Linked DNA regions of Anser cygnoides: region 2 is linked to region 1. The links are chromatin contacts, called in public Hi-C maps. All regions are on one chromosome and are shown on one strand. The core of a region is the stretch at or near the end of the contact, and the rest is flanking DNA. Distances in the headings are between cores, read along the strand shown.

Evidence for each region. Hi-C and Micro-C count contacts between places; a contact is called where the count stands out from the background.
Region 2: a Hi-C map of liver shows a contact between it and region 1, with 7 times the contacts expected there. The contact joins two enhancer-like sites. A contact is called at or near these places in 2 of 7 Hi-C or Micro-C datasets (both in liver).

Annotation. Positions count from the first base shown.
Region 1 is chr1:128,486,688-128,492,033 of Taihu_goose_T2T_genome, reverse strand. The region is part of intron 1 of MAP7D2 (MAP7 domain containing 2); the gene reads right to left. Among named protein-coding and RNA genes, the nearest start is that of MAP7D2, 5.1 kb to the right of the region's middle. Within about 2 kb of position 1,848, at least 2 of the 3 cell types and tissues checked have open chromatin away from gene starts, as enhancers often do. A contact at or near this core is called in liver, where this site is marked.
Region 2 is chr1:128,688,546-128,693,956 of Taihu_goose_T2T_genome, reverse strand. All of the region lies in intron 3 of SH3KBP1 (SH3 domain containing kinase binding protein 1), which reads right to left. Among named protein-coding and RNA genes, the nearest start is that of SH3KBP1, 84 kb to the right of the region's middle. Within about 2 kb of position 4,071, at least 1 of the 3 cell types and tissues checked has open chromatin away from gene starts, as enhancers often do. A contact at or near this core is called in liver, where this site is marked.

The sequences.
Region 1 (5,346 bases), core at 599-3,098:
GCAAAATGCTTTCTCTAAACAGCATCTCCCCTGTGCATCACTCAGAGATTTTCACTCAGTGCCATAACCTGGCCTCTGAGAGCTACAACCCTGAGACCCTGCAGCCCAGCGCCCTCCTTCAGAACCAGGTCCGCAGCCACTTAAGTCAAGGGAAGGTCATCCCTTTACTTCACTGCACCATTACATCGCTTCCTGTGACTGCTGAAAATTGCCCTGTTTACTTGTAACCACAGCACTTAGTCTTACTAAACCCAAGAAGCATAATGGAAATACTTCCATCTATTAATAGACCATTAAGGGTAAGGGAAAAGATGCCCGCTGGCTGAAGCACAATACTTAAAGTCAAGAAACTAAGAATAAAAGTAAGGCCCTACTCCCACTCCCCTTTAGGATGGTTAAAGGGGAACCGGTCCATCTACCATTTATTTTGGAAACAGTAGTTGGCCTATCTTTTTTATCAACATCTCAAGAACCCCAACAACACGTTTCCAGTCCTCTCCCCGAGGTTTCTGCCTGCACGCACGCAGAGGTGAATGCCAGACTCCACACAAACAAGGGCGAGAGCAATGTGGGTTTCCAGGAGGGAGGGAGAAGGAGGGGACCGCAGGAAGGGAAATTAAAAGCCCTTGCTACAAGTATGTAGAAATCACAGCGATGATGTGGGGATAAGTGCTGCAACATCATCTTGTCTCCCTTCCTGGGACAAAAGGAAACACGACTGCAGTGCCTGTGATCTGAGGTTTACCTTACTTGCAGAATAATTGAATATCGAGAGTTTATTCTAATTAAATAATCGAGGCAAGTGTATTGACACTAGAGCATGCTTGGTTTTCCACTGAAGCCACGAGGCAGCAGTGCTCTCCCTGCCTGGGCAGGGGAAGACCACTTCGGCGCTCCTTCTGCAGCCAACAAACCCAGGCATGCTGCACAGCCACCAGCAAAATTTGTCTCTCTCTCTCTTTTATGATCAAAGCCACATTAAGAAGTGCAGTATTCCACCACGCCTACAACCCAAATTAATTGCAAACTAGAAACATTTCAATGAGTGCTTTGCTGAAATAAAGAATAGCTCTGCTAGCTTCTGCTCGGCATGAGACAAGTAATTTGATAATTCGTATGGATTGAACCAAGCAAGGCATACTTCCAGATCCTACCTAATTGAAACAAAACCACAACATGCCCTCCAGCATCTGGCATTGCAACAGACAAAACAATCAGGTATACTAACGTTACTATCATTTTCTTGAAGATTTCTAAGGTGCTTTTACAGAGGTATCCACAAACTGATACATGCTTCCCATATATTTTTGTTCAACACTTCCTATCCCGTCCCATCAAGACCTCAGGTATAAAAGATTAATAAATAAAATGGGGTTCTAGAATGCAGGTCGATGTAAGGAAAGAGGAGTTTACAAAAGAAACCTTTCAACAAAAAAGGTAAGTAGATTTATGAAGCTCCATATATTCTCTCTTTCTAAAATGGTTGTTGAACACTGGATCCTTGATGGTGCTGAGGTTATGGGACATAAAATCCATTCCTCTGTTCACACAAATAGACGCATTGGTGTGCACATGGAGGCAATGTGCAGAGAGCTCTGATGTGGAGGACCAGCTCAGAAAGTGCTTCGGACTAAGAAGCCCATTATACAAAACCAAGTTAATGTGTATTTGCCTCTTGGAAGGCAAATGCGAACACAAGAGATGACTTTACAAAACATGGAATTATCAGCAAAGGGGCTGACTTCAAAAGTTTGAACAGTTTCATCTATTTCTGTACTCAATGCGCAGAGAAAAGAGCATTTACAGGTTTCCGGCACACTGAAAAAAAAAGATCTGAATGCCTAAGACAGCTCCAAACATGCATTTACACTTGCAATAGAAAAAAAAAAGTTCAGAAGAGGTAAATACTATGCTGCAGAATAAACAATCTCTTCTGTTGAATCATTGGAAGAAATTCAGCCCAACACTACAGCTTTTAAATGATGCCAACTGATAGGAGCACGTATGCATTACACTGGTATACAAAAAGCTGCATTTTCCGTACTGTAAAGGAATTAATTTAACCAAAGCGAAGACATCAGTAGGAGATGTTTGCCAGCAGCACCCTTATTTATACCAACAAGATAACCCTCAAGCAGTGAAAGGAGAAGCTTTGGCACATGGAGAAGTGCTCACATTGCTCTCGTTGAGACAGCAGAACGCAAAGGTGAGCCCGCCCGTTGCGCAACCGAAGCTAATACAAAGGTCACAGAAACGCTTTATCGATCACCACGAAGCCAACGTTTGACTGCAGCACCGTAACTCCACAAGGCGGATCAGCGTCCTGTTGGGCAGGGAAGAGCCAACACATACTCACGAGGAAGCCTCCAGGTGCTCGGGGGCAAACCAGAAACCGATGTCCCAGCGTTTAGTCCAAACACTTCCGCACAGGTTGATCTGGCGTTCAGTAAGCACACGTGACACGTGCAAACAGTACAGTAAATGAAACCAAGCACTTACAAGATTTCGTATCACAGAGGAGATAAATATTACATAGTTCAGGAAAAGTGGATCATTCATTTAAGAGTTAGAGGAAGAAAACGGAGAGGAAAACTAAGATGTGATCACCAGGCATTCTAATATATTACTTCACTACATCTGCAGAAAGCCAGAAATGTATATGCGTTATGCACATACATGCACAGAACACAAAATACGACTCAAAAGCAAGCCTCTCTGAAACATTTTGATTACCATTTAACAGGGACAAGAAGTGCTTTGCTCGGATCCTTACAACACTCCCTCCGACTGGCAGACAGAGCGCTGGGTGCTCGGGTTTTAGGATCTTGACAGTTTCACAACACAAAGACAAAAATTGTGTATTATTTGAATGACAGGCACAAAGCCTGTCAGGTGTGTTACAGTATTTTAAATAATAAAACAGCAATCTTGCCTTTCTTTCTATTTTTTTTCCAGCTAAATGGTAAGATAGATTTCCACCGTGTGAAAACCACTTACCCCGCCGTCTTTACACCCCCACACATCAGCATTGTTCATCATTAAGGAAACAAAGCACAGCGAAAGGTCTTTGTAAATCTCCTATCTAAAGTCAGTCCAGGGTAATATTGTGTGGTAAAATAAATCTTTGATTAGTCCAGATTCCATGTCACCTTTTCCATCAATTTGGTAAGCAGACCACTAAATGACTTACGTAGCACTAAGTCACCCGCTAAGCTGTCTGAACACCTGTAGGAAAAATAACACATAACATACTCTTACACGCACTACTTTCAATCACAGGAAATACAGGGGTAATATAACAAGTTGTGACAGAAATACCAAACAAGTCAATTACAGCAAAATAACTCAGAAATTACCTACACCTCATCAGCTGTGTAGGTTTAAAAAAAATAATCTGCTGCAGTACTGCAAGAACTTTGTTTTTTATGACTGCAATAACTGTAACTAGTTACAGCATTATTTAGAAGTGCTACTCATATTTTTCTCTCAGCCAGTACGAGAGATTCACAGGAAAATTAAGCTTGGGTGTGCAACACAAACAGCTGTATTTAACAGACTTACTGACCCAAGTCACAGAACCACAGGACACAGAGGTGAATTGTTTAATACCGGGACCTTTCACAAGACCTAGAAGATGCACAAACCTCACAAAACCTGAAGTTACCAGTCTGAGAACAACTGAGAGAACCAACTAAAGGAGAAAGATGGTAAACAGGGAGGAGATGACTTGAGTAGGTCATTACTCAATGCAGGTCGCACTCCCACAATTTGCATTAGTTTCCTGATCAGCTGTATTCTTTTCCCCATGTTGTAAAATCCATTTATTTATAGAAGTCCCATGCAAACAGTACTTTTTTTTTTAATTGTCTGAACCCTATAAGAACAATCCAGAATTAAAAGACTTGCTCTTACTTTTCTGTAGCCTTAAAATGCATGCGGCAATGAATGACAGATAAGAGTAAGATATTAAAAGCACTTCCCCTGCTGGTTTTTCTCCACACATATTAGAAGACCAATAACTAAGAAAGTTATAATTGTATTTTATTTATTCATGAGAGGCAAAAAAGCTTTACTTCATAAATCTTCATACAATACCAACACGCAAGATATATAGTTTCATTTACATGAAATATGTATACGCTCCCTCAATTAGCATACCTAGAAATGACTACTTCATACAAAAAAAGCATCCCTGATGCATTTCCACTGCAATGGATACGACAGCCACCAAAGCACAGGGAGGTATGTGCCACTACACAAGAGCATCTTGCAAGCACTCTGAAATTTTTGGGTGTTTCACCTTCCTACCATGCATGTTTCAAGGCATCAATACACCTTCCTTTTACTTCTCCAGTCTTGTAATTCCAAGGTAAGTTGTTTTTCTCTTACAATTTAACAAAACTTAGTTGGGAAAGGCTCTGACCTCTCTTTTTATTTTATTTTTTTTTGGAACAGAGGCAAAGCCGGAAAGATGCTATTTAAAAAATTAAACAATACCTTGAAAGCATGCAGAGTATTCAACTCCTTTGAACTAAAATCAATACTTGCAAATGGTATAATCCCATGGAGAGCAGCACATCAATTAAACCTGGGGGTAAACAACCTTAAACATCCACATGTGAAAGAAAACAATGTAATACAACAAGAATATACTAATGACTTAGAGAAATCAGTTGGAAAAGCACTGCTAACAAGAAGGAAAAAAACCACAGTATTTTGAAAGAAATACATGTATGTATTCCTTTCACCAAAATGTGTGTTGTTTTTTTTTACGATATGCAGTCTAAGTTGATTTAACATGCAATTTTTTCTTAAACCCTCTTAGAGCTGACCACATTTTTCAATAATAAGAAGAGAATACTTTTCGATAATAAGAAGAGAACACATTTGGTCTGAAATCCAAAAGTGTTCAGTATTTCAATCTCCCAGAACATACATTAAGCAAATTTAACTAGGTAGCAAAAGGGAAGATGAGTGATCCAATACTGAGCAGCTTGTCCTTCAAATGCTATTTAGTCATTACCGTTACTACAGATGGTAGCAGCAATAACGCCTACATTTTGGTCACCCAGCGCTTTCCCTTACAAAAAGATTCCTGCAACATCTTCTCAGGCTGCAGCATCTCTGTTTGCTGCATGGGCTTAGATTTTCAGCAAAGGGAAACAGTTGAACTCCACTACTATTAATTGCTTGAGCCCCAGAATTTTGCTCCTTTTTGCAGCATTATATACCACTGAACAGACCTCTTCCCTAGCAGCCAAGAGATGCAAACAGCCTCCCGTACTGCAGGCTTGTTTGTTCAGCTCGATCTTGGCAGAGCCTGAAGTGATGGACGGCTAAATCTGG
Region 2 (5,411 bases), core at 2,822-5,321, 200 kb before region 1:
GTGGCTGTATTTTAGTTTGGTGTTTTTACAGCATAGTCCATAAATGAGATTCCCAGAGCTAACCAGATGACGCACAAGAAGACTGCCATCTAGGCAAAGAAAAACCGCCCAGAGAAAAAGTGTTATCTTGGAATTACAACTCAATCCAAGAGGGATTTCTACAACTGACTTTCACAGGCTACTCCTGCACAGAGTCTCATGATACTCAGTAAGGTCCCACGCCAGTGCTTGGATACGACTATGCAAAATTGCAGAGCCTACGTCAGGGTTCAGCACTTGTGCATTGTGCAGAATACCAGGAAGGAGCAATTGAAAAGAAAGAGTAAACACTTAGGAAAAAATAAGATGGGGGGCACTCCACATTAAATGACAAGAAAGGATATGATCTCACTGGAATAAGCGATTGAAATCTGGATAGATAATGAGACTTTAAGTGAAACCAGGGTGGCAAATGACCATAACAAAGAAAAAAAAAGTTTACATTTTAAATATATTAAGTCAGTACTTAAATAGGAGTTGGAAACAAGATCTGCTTGAAAAGCACAAGCAAGCACCCGTTCCACTGTTGCCAAGAAGACAGCATTGAGATCTTTCTTCCAGACAAAACAAAACAAAACAAACAAACAAAAAACCCAAGTCAACGGTCAACAGACTAATCTCAAATTTATAACAGTGGTAACGCCTATTCCTGTATTGCAGAATAAGCCTATTTTAGGCAGATTTTCAGTATAGTTACAATTACAAAAGAAATCCCAAAAGAACTAAACTCGTTTTGCGGCTTAGGACAGACAATGCACTCATTTTAAATTGCACTGTTTTACAATTTCCCATGCTATATCAACATATTTATATAAAAGGATATTGAATCCAAAGGCATGGCCCCATAGTGCAAGGAACGATGCTCACACGTTAGACAACTACCCTCAACAGAATACATCTTATTCATCAGCTCCGAAATTAGCTATATTCCCCTCACCTTCATTATTGGGGATTATTTAGATTAGAAGAAAAGAATGATCAAACTAAAATGCTAGAGAGCTTCATCACTTTTCCATGCATCATCTACAGGTTGCTCTCCATTTTGGAGAGTCGAAAGAGAACAAGTAAAGATTCTTCCTCCAGCATGGGATGGAGCTATTTTCACAGACCTCCACAACAAATGCATTAATCTGCTGCAGATCATACACAAACCTCACCTCACATGTGAACAAAGTCTCTTTCTGGTCACCACCCACATCCCAACACAGACTCGTGTCTTTTCCTGCCTCTCTGAACTGAAAGCCTGGCCTTTCTATGAAGTGCTGCTTACCCAAGACTAAAGAACATCTAAGCATTTATTTTCAAGAAGCAGTAGTTTTAAAGGTAACGTGTATTATCTGGGAGACTACTTACAGATATATAGATATGGTATTTAAAAGCAAAGAATAAATATTTTGCTGAATTCGAGTTTCCTGTACGATTAATTTTTATGCCTCATTTTGGGTTTGCGTCATATGTTGTATGCATGTTTTAACCTTAATAGGCTGAGAAGTATGTTCTTGTGCATAGTTGTGTAAACTGTACACTGATTATACACCAATTAGCTGATCTTAAAAACTAAAAGGATTTTTTTTTTCATGCTTGTTATTTCTGTGAAGTTGGCAGTGTTTTCAAGGGAACACCAAAGCCTGTCTGTGAAGAAGGCCTACACATATAAACAGCAGAAAGATAATCCAACCAAAAGACAGATTAATGCCTTCTAGCTTCCTGTGTTTGAAAGGAAAACCAAAGCTGAGCATACTAAGGGTCAGACACTTCATCAAGCACATGACTGGCACATGAAAAAGGCAGTTGTTTGCACTAGGTTAAGTGATAAACGATTTTCTGAAAGAAATTTTGAGGTTTGCTTTTCTGTTGAAAAAGGTAACCAGATTCATAGCTTACAGCATACATCACTTTAAAAATAGAAAACTCAAGAATCAACACACTGATGCTGGGTTTCTATCAGCTTGTCTTTTTCATAAATGGAGTATCCCTTTGTATCCCTATTGAACCAAATGATGAAGCATTTTTCTTGTAAAATGCTTTTCCCATTTCTCAAATTTACAAAAACAGACTTAAAGGCAGTTTTGCATACAACAGGCAGTTATTTATTCATAACATAAACCTACTATACTGACAAAGATACTTTCACCAAATTCCCCCTTTAAGGATAGGATGGAAGTTCTCTTTATTATTTAAATGTAGGGTGGAAGGTAACATAAATAATTCTCAAGAGAACTAGAAAAAACATTTCCTTGCTTTCAGTGCTTGGCTCCGATTAAGAATATGTAACACATGATGAGCTGTTCCAGATTTTCTGGCTTGAATAACCTCAGTGCTGACTGCATTTACAGTTTATATAAAACAAATACATCTGGCAAGGCAAAATATCTTTTCCTTAAATATTTTTACTTGTATAACAATTGTTGTTAGTTTACTTGCAAAACACAGCCTATCAACTCCAGTATTGCAATTTGAACTATGTATAGGCCAAATACATTATACCCAGATATAGAAAATAATTCAGTGAATGAATAAGGAATACCCCAAAATTGGAACAAAACTTCCACAAAGTAAGCCATAGCCGTTGAACACTTAAGCTCGTTACATGCAGGTTTCATTGATGTACCTTTATAGCTGATTGAAGATCGTACTGAATTTATACAGATCTGAAATAGTTGCACAACTTTGGATCTGTTTTTAGATTTTGAAAGTTGGAAAAGATGGAATTCCACCATGTTGGAAAAAGCATTAAAAGAAAAAAAAAAAGAAGAGATGTCTTCCAGTGTTTTTTCTGTTCCAAGACCTGACTAATTTTCTTATGATATTTAGTAACAGTAACAATAGCAATAATTTTGCTTTTTTTTTTTTTTAAACCAATCTGAAAATGCTCTAAGGAAAATAAAAGGCCTTCCTAACCTGTTATTAACAGGGTACAACAATGCCAATTCTAACTAAAGCCAAGGATATATATATATATATATATATATTAAATTCAGTTTTACAGAAGATTAAGAACAACAGTTCTATATGCCAAGCAAAAATTCTGGGGTTGTGAAAAGATACACGAAAAGACCCACACCTAGCCAGGAAAGGATTTTCTTGGCATATGAACTGTAGGAAGAAGCATAAGAATGGTCTCTCCCAGGTTCTGGCATAGCATAAGCAAGACAACCACAGCTCACATTCATGAAATTTCAGACAAGTCATTCAGTGCCTCGGCCTTTTTCCTTAGACAGGGATTGATGGAGCAGCACCTGAAGCACCCACCAAAACTGCCTAGGGCTGGTGCAGCCCTGGGAATTGTCAGGGAATGCACAAGGATGACTTAATGTTTCCCTAACCCCATCTCTACACTTGAACAAATTGTTCTTTTCTGAGCCTTTCAGCAGTAGAGCATGAAAACACTGGAACACTATATTAAAATGCTCTGTTTTCCAGATTTTAATTATCACCACCCCCACGCATGATCACAACAGATCTCAGCATAACCCAGGCAGGTATAACCCAGGTTTTGTCAATAGGTAGCCTGAGAAAGAGATAGCTGAAATACCTGGAAGTTTTGAGTAATTTTTGATATGCCACTGCAATTAATCAGAAAAACTCTGTGCATCTGAAAAAAAAATCAATACACATTAATAACTGAAAAATTCATGTGTGGCAATTTGGCCAACAGAACAATTTAATGGAAGTTACAGAGGAACTCTGGCAGATCACAGAATCATAGAATATCCCGAGTTGGAAGGGACCCATAAGGATCATCGAGTCCAACTCCTGGCACTGCACAGGTCTACCCAAAAGTTTAGACCATGTGACTAAGTGCACAGCCCAATCGCTTCTTAAATTCAGACAGGCTTGGTGCAGTGACTACTTCACTGGGGAGCCTGTTCCAGTGTGCGACCACCCTCTCGGTGAAGAACCTCTTCCTGAAGTCCAGCCTAAGATCTAAGATCTTTTCTAAGATCTAAGATCTTTTCTAAGAAAATAAAACCATTATTTCTTAGGTGTAGCCCTAACTTCTAGATCATACTTACAAGCCTGTAAAGAGATGAAATCCCTAAAAAATATTAACTCTTACAGATATATCAAGGCCAAGCATAGCACCATTTCCTAAATTTTGTTCACCACAGCAGTCATTTTTACTGTATATTTCTGTTAGGTCACTAGTACATGCAGTCAGCAAGAAACATTAAAGGATTAGAAATGTTCTGTTTTTACTTTTCTCAGTGAAAAGCAAGCAAAATCAAATCCTGGTCAATCTTCTCCTGGTCTTTATAACAAAAACCTGCGTAACTGATGGACAGTAATCTACAACTAAAAATACCACAACCGATCGATGCCCTCAGCGTGTAGTGGAAGTACTAACATGGGTAGGCTACTACTGGTGGCATTAAGCCAACTTTAAATTATCCCTAGATTACATCTGTGACCCACAAAAGCAATCACCACTACTTGTTTGATGACACAAGCCTTCACAAGAAGCATTTCGATTTTTCACTGAATTTATTACAGGAGTCCCTAATTGCAACATAGTGCTTAGAAATAATTAACTTGAAGAAACAAGATAACAAAGTTGGATTCATAACAACTTTTTTATTCAGAAATTCATTCTTTTCATCTTACCTTCTTAGATGTTTCTTACAAATAATTCATCTATTTTCCTTGAATACCACTGCTGGACACTTGTCAATATTCCTCAAGGAAAAACTCTCTACAAGCCAACAGCCCAAGAGGCCAAGATTCTTCTGCTCAAAATGTCACTGCCTGCTAAAGTGCTGCCACTTATTTGAGGCCAACCAAGTTAAGTAGCAAAACTACGCAAAGTAACACCACAGCCATAGAAAAGCACTTACCATCAACTTGGTAGTAGAAACATCAAAACTTCACACCTACATCACTGGACCTGCTCTGAGGTTCCAAGCAGCAAAATTACATTGCCCAAGCAAATAAATCAGATTGACTATTTTCACTGCCGAACAGTGGCTACAGATCTTTAGATACATCCCTCTCCTCTTCCCTTCCGAACAAGAAGAAGGAAGAAAGTACTCTTTTTCAGGTCAGGTCACACTCTATGATCAGCAAACAGATTGAGATAGGGTTGTTTAAAAATCGCAGCACAAGGACACTTGAAGAAAAGAATCCCCGTGGCATTTAAGATTCCCTCTGCAGCTAAATATTGCAACTCCTTCTACATGGAGGGAGTTATTTGCCACACAGCTCTTAGAAGACTCCTTATTATTGAATGCAACAGTAGCTACTTGCTTAGCTGTTGTCACTTGAGCAAGGAGACTTTGGCACCATGCTCAAACTGACCACAGAAAACTAAGGGAAACCTCTCTTGGCCTCGTTATTCTCTGTGCATCCTTAGCTCTGTACATCCATAGCTGTGC